3 separate regions of the Sus scrofa genome follow, and all the other regions are linked to region 2. The links are chromatin contacts, called in public HiChIP or PLAC-seq maps. All regions are on one chromosome and are shown on one strand. Each heading gives the region's core, a stretch centred on a gene start, on an enhancer-like site or on the middle of the called end of the contact. The rest is flanking DNA. Distances are from core to core; before and after follow the strand shown. Region 1 overlaps GTF2IRD1 (general transcription factor II-I repeat domain-containing protein 1). Region 2 overlaps LOC100620992 (general transcription factor II-I repeat domain-containing protein 2). Region 3 overlaps GTF2I (general transcription factor II-I).

Region 1 (3,106 bases), core at 377-2,876, 230 kb before region 2:
TCTGAGTCCCGGGGAGGAAGCTCACGGTCCCCCTCTCCCCCGGGGTGCTCCGGGCCTGCCGTGGGGCCTGTGCTGGGGAAGCTGTTCAGAGAATGTGGGATGAGTGGATGGATATACAGACAGCTGAGGCCAGAACCACCACAGGGGCGTGGGCGGGCCCTGGAGAGCCTGTTCCCGCAGGTGAGGGTCTGGGCCGCCACGTGGGAGAAGAAGCGTGTCCGCTGGCAGAGGCCACACTGACCCTTGTGCCCCCTTGTCTTCCTCTCGCAGATGAAGATGATGCCAACAGACTCGGGGAGAAGGTGATCCTCCGGGAGCAGGTGAAGGAGCTTTTCAACGAGAAATACGGTCAGTGCGTCTCGGGGGAGGGCAGGGTCGTGGCGGGGGGGTGGGGGGCTGCCTTCCTTGGGGAGAGGAGACCCCTGCCCTCCGCAGCCAGCCTGGCCTCCAGATGCCCCCAGCTGGCCTGCCCGCTCCCTGGGGACATAGTGGCCCTGCCCATGACGGTCGGGAGCTGACCCCTCATTCTCCCATCCAAGAAAGGAGAAAAACCCCCGATCCGCAGTGCACACGGCAAGGACGGCAGTCAGCATTTCTGCTCCTCTAGCGCTGGGCTGTGTGGCAAAGGCCGTGGCCCACAGCCAAGTGCTTGTTCATGCAGACGCTTGTCTGCCCAGCTGTCTCTCAGCCCTGAGATTCCAGGCGGGGGGGAGGTCTGACCCTGCCGTCAGGGGCCTCAGTGTAGGGGGAGGAATTGGCGGTGGAATAATGAGAGGTTCCAGGTCCTGTGCAGAAGGCATCCAGGTGCCAGGGCGGAAGCCAGGATGGTGCAGTTGCTAATACTGTTACCACGGGTTGAGCGTTTTCTAGATGACTGAGAACCAGGCGGTACCAGGTGCTCGCTCTACATGTCCTTTGCGATGAATGTATTAGTATCATCTCCACTTCGTACTGTAGCAGAGAAGACAGTAGGAAAAAGAGAAGAATTGCAGAGGGTGACAGGAAAACAGGCCAATGGAGAAGTGGGGGGAGGAGGCTGCGGCTAAGACGGGAGTCGTCACAGCCCGTCTGGACCAGTGAACAAGAAGGCTCCTTGCAGGAAGGGACTTTTGAGTTTTGTTTTTTTGGTTTGTTTTTGTTTTTCTTTTCGTTTTTGTTCGTTTTGCCTTTTCTAGGGCTGCACCTGCGGCATATGGAGGTTCCCAGGCTGGGGGTCAAATCAGAGCTGTAGCCACCGGCCTACGCCAGAGCCACAGCAACGCGGGATCCGAGCCACATCTGCGACCTACACCACCGCTCACAGCAATGCTGGATCCTTAACCCACTGAGCAAGGCCAGGGACCAAACCCGCAACCTCATGGTTCCTCGTCAGATTCGTTAACCACTGTGCCACGACGGGAACTCCTAGTTTGTTTTGTTTGTTAGGAGCACCCATGGCATGTGGAAGTTCCTGGGCCAGGGACTGACTCTGATCCTTAACCCACTGCACCACAGCAGGAACTCCAGGGACGTTTTCACCAGGACTTGAATGTCAGGAGGGGACAAACATCAGAGAGAAGTTTGCCAGGCGGAGGGAACCGCTCAGGGAGCAGGGCGAAGGCAGGAGGGCCTGGGACCAGGCACGGGAGCTGGTGGGAGGCGGATCCCAATGAGGGAGGAGAGGCGGGCAGGCGGGGGGTTCATTTTGAGACTAACAGGAACTCTGCTCGTGGTTTGCGGTGTCTTTTTCACTTCTTATTTTGGAGTCAGTTTTCAAACATACAAAACCAGAGAGAACAAGGCAGTGACGCACCATGCAACCATCCCCCGCCCCGCTTCTGCACTTACCAGCATTTTGCCAATTTTATTTCATCCATTTCCTCAGGCTCGCTTTGATAGTTTTAGTATTTTAAAACAAACCTAAGGGAGTTCCCGTTGTGGCCCAGCAGATTATGAACCTGACTAGTATCCCTGAGGATGTAGCTTCAATCCCTGGTCTCGCTCAGTGGGTTAAGGATCTGGCGTCGCTGTGAGCTGCGGTGTAGGTCACAGATGTAGCTCAGATCCCCAGTTGCTGCGGCTGTGGCGTAGGTTGGCCGCTGCTGCTCCGATTCGACCCCTAGCCTGGGAACTTCCATATGCCACAGATGCGGCCCCAAAAAAAAAGAATTCGACCACAGCAGAAATTGGCACAATGTTATAAATCAACTATACTTAAAAAAAAAAAAAAAAAATCTGGCTGCAGCAGCTCCAGTCACTGTGGAGGTGCAGGTTTGACCCCCAGCCTGGGAACTTCCATATGACATGGGGTGTGACCATAAGAGGAAAAAAGGAATCTGAGACATCATGTCATTTCATCCATAAATACTTAAGTAAGGACCTTTTTTTGTTTTTTTTAGGGCCGCACCTGCGGCATATGGATGTTCTCAGGCTAGGGGTCTAATCGGAGCTGCAGCTGCCGGGCAGCAACGCCAGATCTGAGCTGCATCTACAACCTTCACCACAGCTCACAGCAATGCCGGATCCTTAACCCACTGAGCAAGGCCAGGGATCGAACCCACAACCTCATGGACACTAGTTGCATTCGTTTCTGCCGCGCCACAACAGGAATTCCCAGGTGTGGTTTTTTTTTTTTTTTTTTTGGCCACACTGGAGGCATGTGAAAGCTCCCAGGCCAGGGATCAAACCTGCATTCTAGCAATGACCTAAGCCACAGCAGTGACAATGCCGGATCCTTAACCCACTGAGCCACCAGGGAACTCCAGGACTTACTTTCCCTGACACAATGTTAGTGGGAGGTCCGGGTGTGCACACTGGGCAGGTGTAAAAGTACCTGTTTCGCTGTCAGTGTTGGGTGTGGGATTTTTAGTTTTGCTAACTGGATGTTTTTTTTAAGGGATGTGTGTGTTGACGTGTGAGCTCTCTGTGGTGTGGTGGCTGCTGCGTGGGGCTGCATCCCCGCCCTTCCCCCAGAGAGCTTGGCTTTGACAGGGTCCCTTGCCCTGACCCCCGTGCCCTCTAGGTGAGGCCCTGGGCCTGAACCGGCCTGTGCTGGTCCCTTACAAACTGATCCGAGACAGCCCCGACGCCGTCGAGGTCACGGGCCTGCCTGATGACATCCCTTTCC
Region 2 (2,991 bases), core at 251-2,750:
GCCTGTGAAAAGATGTGGGTAGGTAGGGGGACCAGTGAGGATGAGGCTGGTGAGTGAACCAACCACAAATGTCTTTAATAACTGCTTAGCTGTGGGGAGGGGGCTCCGCAAAGACTGAAGGCCGATGAATCTGGAGGTTTTGATGGATGGGAAGAGACCGAGTTGTTTTCCCTAAGACGTGATCTGGTCCTGAACTGGCTCTCTGCTTGCTGCGAATGTGGATTTTTCCAATGTCAGAGCCGGTCTGGACAGTCATGCTGATAAAATGATCTCTAATACTGCCCCCCCCCCCACTTCCAGGGTGGACTGTTCAGAGAATGAATCTCTAAAGTGAGCTTTACCGTAACAAAAGCAGAAATAGTCCTCCACGGCTTTTCTGAGTATTTCCGTTTCCCCTGAGTCGATCTGCATCCCGTTGACAGGATGGGGGGGTTTCACCTCGGGCAGCCCTTCGGCAACACCTGTCAACGAGTGAGCAGTGTAAAGTCAGCATCCAAGTAGCTGTACTGTATGTGTCTTTAATGTCCATGCTTCTGGTACAGGAAGGGAAAAGGCGGCGGCGGGGGGCGGGGGGAAATAGACTTAAAACAAGATTTTTTAATTAAAAAAAAAACCAATAACACAGCAGAGTATTGGGAGTTCCCTGGTGGCACAGCAGGTTAAGGATCCAGCGTTGTCACAGCTTTGAGCCCTGGCCCAGGAACTTCTGCATGCCGAGGGCGAGGCCAAAGCCAACGAAAACCAACAGCGTATTCACGATGAACAGGATAAAATAACTTGGTGATCACCTCTGAAATGAACCTGTTGATAAACAGTAACTCAACAGCCAAGGAAATAGCAGTAGTTCAAAGGAAATGATACCAGGAAATTATTTGCTGCCCAGTCTGCAAGTGACCATCACTGTGTAGGAAGACCCTTGCCCAAGTTCAAGTCCAAGACCAGCCCCCCAGTCAGCTGCTACTACTCCCAGAGTTTTGAAGGATTGCTTTATTTTTTTAATGATTTTTTTTTTTTTTGTCTTTTTGCTATTTCTTGGGCCACCCCCGCGGCATATGGAGGTTCCCAGGCTAGGGGTCCAATCAGAGCCATAGCCACCGGCCTACACCAGAGCCACAGCAACGCGGGATCCGAGCCGCGTCTGCAACCTACACCACAGCTCACGGCAACGGCGGATCGTTAACCTGCTGAGCAAGGGCAGGGATCGAACCCGCCACCTCATGGTTCCTAGTCGGATTCGTTCACCACTGCGCCACGACGGGAACTCCTGAAGGATTGTTTTAATCAGGGTCAGTCAGGATTGATTTGAACATGGAAAGTTTGATAGCGGGATTAGTGACAGGGATGACAGGGGTAAAGACTAGACGAGTAACAGGCAGAGGAGCAGCAGCTACTGCGAGGGCTGAGGGAGGAACTAATTCTGGGAGGCACCCACCCCACCCCACCCCGCCTCTGGGGAGCAGGCAGGAAATGCAGGGGTGCCGCAAGCTGGGGCTGGCCACCAGGGACCCGCCCTCTGGAGGCGCCAGAGGAAACTGCCGGTAGGATGAGCTGTCGTGGAGTTCCCGTGGTGGTGCAGGCAGAAATGGATCCGACTAGTATCCATGAAGACTCGGGTTCCATCCCCGGCCCCGCTCAGTGGGTTAAGGATCCAGCATTGCCGTGAGCTGGGGTGTAGGTCGCAGACATGGCTTGGATCCCGAGTTGTTGTGGCTGTGATTCAACCCCTAGTTGCTGCAAGGAAGCTGGTCTCTGGGGTGGGGATAGACGTCTGGAAACCACCTGTGGGGTGAGGCCAGCAGAACTTTCTGGAAGGCCCCCTTCTCAGGCACTGGGGGAACTGACTCCCTGCGAGACTGCCTGTGGGCGTGGTACTCCTGAGATTCTCCCGATTCTTCTGGAACTTTCTGGGACTTCTGTGAGAGGCTGGGAAGCTGGCCAGGGCAGCTGACTGGACGTTGTGTGTGCCAGGGGTGACCCCTGAGAGCCCCAGCTGCTGTTGGTCACCCCGTGCTGCAGGTGCAAGCAAGTGAGAACCTACTGGAAATGGCAAGGGAAGCGCCTTCTTCCTCCAGGGACCTCCTGAGCCTCCAAGGTGGGCCCTGTGCCAGGTGCCGAGGAAGCGCTGTTCACGGGGCCCTGCTCCAGCATCACAAGGCAGGACAGGGAAGGGTGGACTCGGAGGACAGGCCAGAACTTGAAAATGGTTAAAGCAGCTTCTTGGGCCAGAGAGGCTCATATGATGGGGTTACGTTCTCAGGTCAAAGGTAAGGCAAATATCGTGGACAGACAAAATGCCACCTGAAAATGCTCAGACATCCAGGACGTACAGAACATATAGCCTCGTGTAAACAGTTGTGCCAAGCAATCCCTATGCCTGTTTCCATTTCAGAACCAATGTCGTCATCACTGTGGCGCAGCAGAAACAAATCTGACTCATAGTCGTGAGGATGCGGGATCCACCCCCCGGCCTCAGTCATGCGGCGGCTTGGCCCCTATGCGGCTGTGGCTGTGGCTGTGGCGGAGACCTGCAGCTGTAGCTCTGATGCGACCCCTCGCCTGGGACCTGCCATATGCTGTGCATGTGGCCCTAAAAGGCCAAACAAAACAAAACGGAACAGAACCGATTTGGCTAAAACAAGGAAGCAGGTGAAAACCTACGTGTGTTTGGCCGTTCACACAATTGCGGCGCGCAGGTAAAGTGAGAGGGGACTAGACGGAGGGTATGGATCCTGTTACCTGCAGGCCTACTCCAGGGGTGAGTAAACCGGGGAGGTTTATGCCACGTCCTGCCCACGGCCTGTCTCTGTATGGTCTGGGAGCAAAGAAGGGTGTTTTCGATTTGGAAATGGTTAACTAAGTTCAGAATAACACTAAACACTAAATTCAAATTTCAGCAGCCTAAATAACTTTTTACGGCCCAGGTACATTCACTGATGTGCGGCCTCTTTCTTTCTTTTAGACAATTTATTTGATTGAACTATAGATGATTCA
Region 3 (3,384 bases), core at 643-3,142, 150 kb before region 2:
CACATTCAGGTTTTGCCAAATGTCACTCTGTAGCAAAAGGGTCTAATCCAGCCTTGTGCTTTTCTCCCAGTTGTCCTGTCTAATATACTTCATTTCATGGAGTTCCCCTATGGCCCAGTGGGTTAAGGTTCTGGTGTTGTCTCTGAAGTGAATTGGGTCTAATCCCGGGCCTGGAAACTTTCAAGCTGTGGGTGCAGCCCAAAAAAGAAAAACTGTATATACGTCACTTTAGAACAGTTCCCTATTCTTTGATGTTCATGCCCTTGACCTTTTTGAGGGTTACAGGGCAGTCATTTCATAAAATACTGGTTTATTTGGGTTTGCCCAGTGCATTTTGGGCAGGAATGTCATTGTGTTTTGTTGGATGGGTGTGAAGTTTATTTGTCCTGTGACACTGTTACTTTTAATTTTTTAGGGATGAAGTTTAGTGCTTGGACTTAAAAATTGCTTCAGAGGTGTTATCCGACTCCTTAAAAACAATTTTTCTGAAATTTAGATCTTGTGTATAGTGGAATTTAAAAATATTAAAAATTGGATTCTATCTTATAATGTATGTGGTTTGAAAGAACTTGGAATTAACAATCAGGTATGGATTAGATTCTTTTTAATCTGTGATCTTGGTCAGTTTACATTGTTTTTCTGTTATCAGTTGTTCACATGTCACCCTCTCTCTTTTTTTTTTGTCTCTTTGCCTTTTCTAGGGCTGCTCCCGTGGCATATGCTCCCAGGCTAGGGGTCTAATCAGAGCTGTAGCTGCTGGCCTACACCACAGCCACATTAACACGGGATCCGAGCTGCATCTGTGACCTACACCACAGCTCACGGCAACGCCAGATCGTTAACCCACTGAGCGAGGCCAGGGATTGAACCCGAAACCTTATGGTTCCTATTGGATTTGTTAACCACTGCGCCACGATGGGAACTCCTAACTTAGTATGTTTAAGACGGTGACATGTGAGGAGTTCCCGCTGTGGCACAGTGGTTAACGAATCTGACTAGGAACCATGAGGTTGCGGGTTCGATCCCTGCCCTTGCTCAGTGGGTTAAGGATCCGGCGTTGCTGTGAGCTGTGGTGTAGGCCGGCGGCTACAGCTCCAATTAGACCCCTAGCCTGGGAACCTCCGTATGCTGCGGATGTGGCCCTAGAAAAGGCAAAAAGACCAAAAAAAAGTTACTAAGTTAATTTCTTGGGATCATTCAGAAGATAAACTAATAGGTCAGTGAATTATCTTAGACATAGTTTCTATAGAAACTACTAAGTGGATATGACTAGAACAAGTGGTAATATGTTGAAAAAGTGTTAAGATACTTATAAATTCTACTTTCACAATCAAAACTGATTTTGCTAAATGTGTAATGACATTTTAAGGATGAATAAATTTCCTGAGAAAACAGATTCTTTAGCTTTTAGTATTTATTAATTGTTGGTACAAAATGGAGGTATTAGGTATTAACCAGTTTCAGAGGTAGAAGGATTTAGGCAGCTTAAAAGATTGCCGGAATATGATGTTACACGATAACCCAAACTAATTGTAATGGGACTGAATCTTGTTTAGGATAAAGCCAGCTGACAACTGTTAGGTCCTTTCCATTTATTTTAGGCACCATTTTATGACAAAATGTATAACATTTTAGGTGATGAATTGTTTTCCCCTTTTTTTGGCCACTCCTGAGGCATATGGACGTTCCTGGGTTACCTATGCCACAGCTGTGGCAACACCAGATCCTTTAAGCACTGTGCTGAGCCAGGCATCGAACTTGTGCCTCTGCAGCTCCAGGGATTTGTGTTTGTTTTTTGTTTTTGGCTCCGTGGGATGTGAGGAAGTTCCCAGGCCAGTGATCAAACCCACTCCACAGAAGTGACTCTCTAGCCACTGCGTTTACAACACCACATTCTTGATCCACTGTGACACAAGGGAACTCCTAAAGATGCTTCTGTTGGTGTGTATAACTAAGGCTATGGTGGTGCCTTTAGTCATTAGTTTTTTTGAAACTTGGCTTTAGTGGCTCTTAATAAAAAAGAATTGGGGGAGTTCTCTTGTGGCTCAGCGGTTGCATGTCCAGTGTTGTCACTGCATTGCCTCAGGTTGCTGTTGTGGTGGGGATTCAGTCCCTGGCCCAGGAATTTCCATATGCCATGGACACTGCCAAAAAAAAAAAAAGAAGTAAATTTGAGTTTTAACTCAACTCATATACAAAGAAACCCTGGAACTAGATCTCAAAGGATGGAAACAACTGAAAAGGCACTGGGGGGAATAAAAGGCCAAGGAAGAGCTCACAGATCTTAAATGCTGGTGCCGAGAAAGCATGCACAGCGCAGGAAAGCCACGCTGCATTTTTGGGAGTGGAGGTCAAAAACTTGTTTGGGTGGAAGATTTTTCTGGTTAAAATATTTCCCCCTCTCTCTTTAGCTCTCTCTCTCTCTCTTTTTAAAACTCTTAAGCCTGTTGAATACTTGGATACATCACCTGGCCTAAATACTGTCTGTCGTCTTCCATGGCCAATATCCTAGTGGTGAATATTTTAGCTAATTTTGAGTATTTTCTCAATTTTAATCGATCCAAGTACCTGGGGTTTAGTGAATATGGCTCTAGTATAAAACATTAGGTTAGTAAAGTTACTGATATTTGTAGTCTTGAAGTTTATTTCATCACACTTAAGTAAATGTACAGGTGGATCTTAGCTGCTTATTATATATAAAAATAACAGATAACCTAAGCAATCTGTAGAAAAATTTTGAGAAGACAATAAATTAGTGGACCTGGTGCCTCAATCAGTTCAAATCCATTTCCTCCTAGTTGAGCCTGGATCTTGGATCTTGGAATTTTAATAAAGTTTTGCTAAGATAAACTTTTGCTTGAACAGCTCTCACGGCTGTCTGTCACTGTTAATGCAGATATGTGTGCCTAGCAGTGCCTGTTAGTAGTGTTTTATGACAAAAGACAGTTGGTCTGTAACTCATTCGTATTTTTTCCTTTGAACAGTATCCCTTATTATTTTCAGAAAGTGTTACTGATGTCGATGTACTGATAGATTCTTCAGTGTCCACCATATTTGCTTTTTGGACAAAAATGGTAGTATAGTTTTGCTTTAGTTTGCATATGAGTGGAGTTAATTTACTGCCTCATGAGAAGATTGCCCCGTTGTACAGTTCTAATCAATGTGTAGTTATTTACTTTTTTTAAAAAAACCCGTCCTTCTTTCATTATTATTGTGCATGAAATATGTAATTTGGAGTTTGGAGATATAATTCTAGTCCCTTGATATAAATTAACTTTTTATATGATCTTATCAAGGCAGCTAATCTTTTTTTTTCTTTTTTACATTTATTTTAATTAATTTATATTTTTGTCTTTTTAGGGTTAAAAACACCTGTGGTGTATG

Evidence for each region. HiChIP or PLAC-seq counts read pairs in DNA pulled down with a chosen protein or histone mark.
Region 1: a contact with region 2 is called in an H3K27ac HiChIP or PLAC-seq map of alveolar macrophages. The contact joins two enhancer-like sites. A contact is called at or near these places in 1 of 47 Hi-C or Micro-C datasets (epiblast stem cells) and 1 of 2 datasets of contacts at active chromatin or transcription factors (alveolar macrophages).
Region 3: an H3K27ac HiChIP or PLAC-seq map of alveolar macrophages shows a contact between it and region 2. The contact joins two enhancer-like sites. A contact is called at or near these places in 1 of 47 Hi-C or Micro-C datasets (epiblast stem cells) and 1 of 2 datasets of contacts at active chromatin or transcription factors (alveolar macrophages).

The regions. Positions count from the first base shown.
Region 1 is chr3:11,643,770-11,646,875 of Sscrofa11.1, forward strand. It overlaps GTF2IRD1 (general transcription factor II-I repeat domain-containing protein 1), which reads left to right. Exons shown (of 26, transcript XM_021086345.1): 23 at 271-348; 24 at 3,002-3,106. Among named protein-coding and RNA genes, the nearest start is that of GTF2I, 12 kb to the right of the region's middle. Within about 2 kb of position 1,627, at least 14 of the 83 cell types and tissues checked have an H3K27ac peak or open chromatin away from gene starts, as enhancers often do. A contact at or near this core is called in alveolar macrophages, where this site is marked.
Region 2 is chr3:11,871,316-11,874,306 of Sscrofa11.1, forward strand. LOC100620992 (general transcription factor II-I repeat domain-containing protein 2) reads right to left here. Exons shown (of 14, transcript XM_013995562.1): 4 at 342-461. Among named protein-coding and RNA genes, the nearest start is that of RCC1L, 43 kb to the right of the region's middle. Within about 2 kb of position 1,501, at least 5 of the 83 cell types and tissues checked have an H3K27ac peak or open chromatin away from gene starts, as enhancers often do. A contact at or near this core is called in alveolar macrophages, where this site is marked.
Region 3 is chr3:11,717,744-11,721,127 of Sscrofa11.1, forward strand. The region is part of intron 1 of GTF2I (general transcription factor II-I); the gene reads left to right. Among named protein-coding and RNA genes, the nearest start is that of GTF2I, 63 kb to the left of the region's middle. Within about 2 kb of position 1,893, at least 2 of the 83 cell types and tissues checked have an H3K27ac peak or open chromatin away from gene starts, as enhancers often do. A contact at or near this core is called in alveolar macrophages, where this site is marked.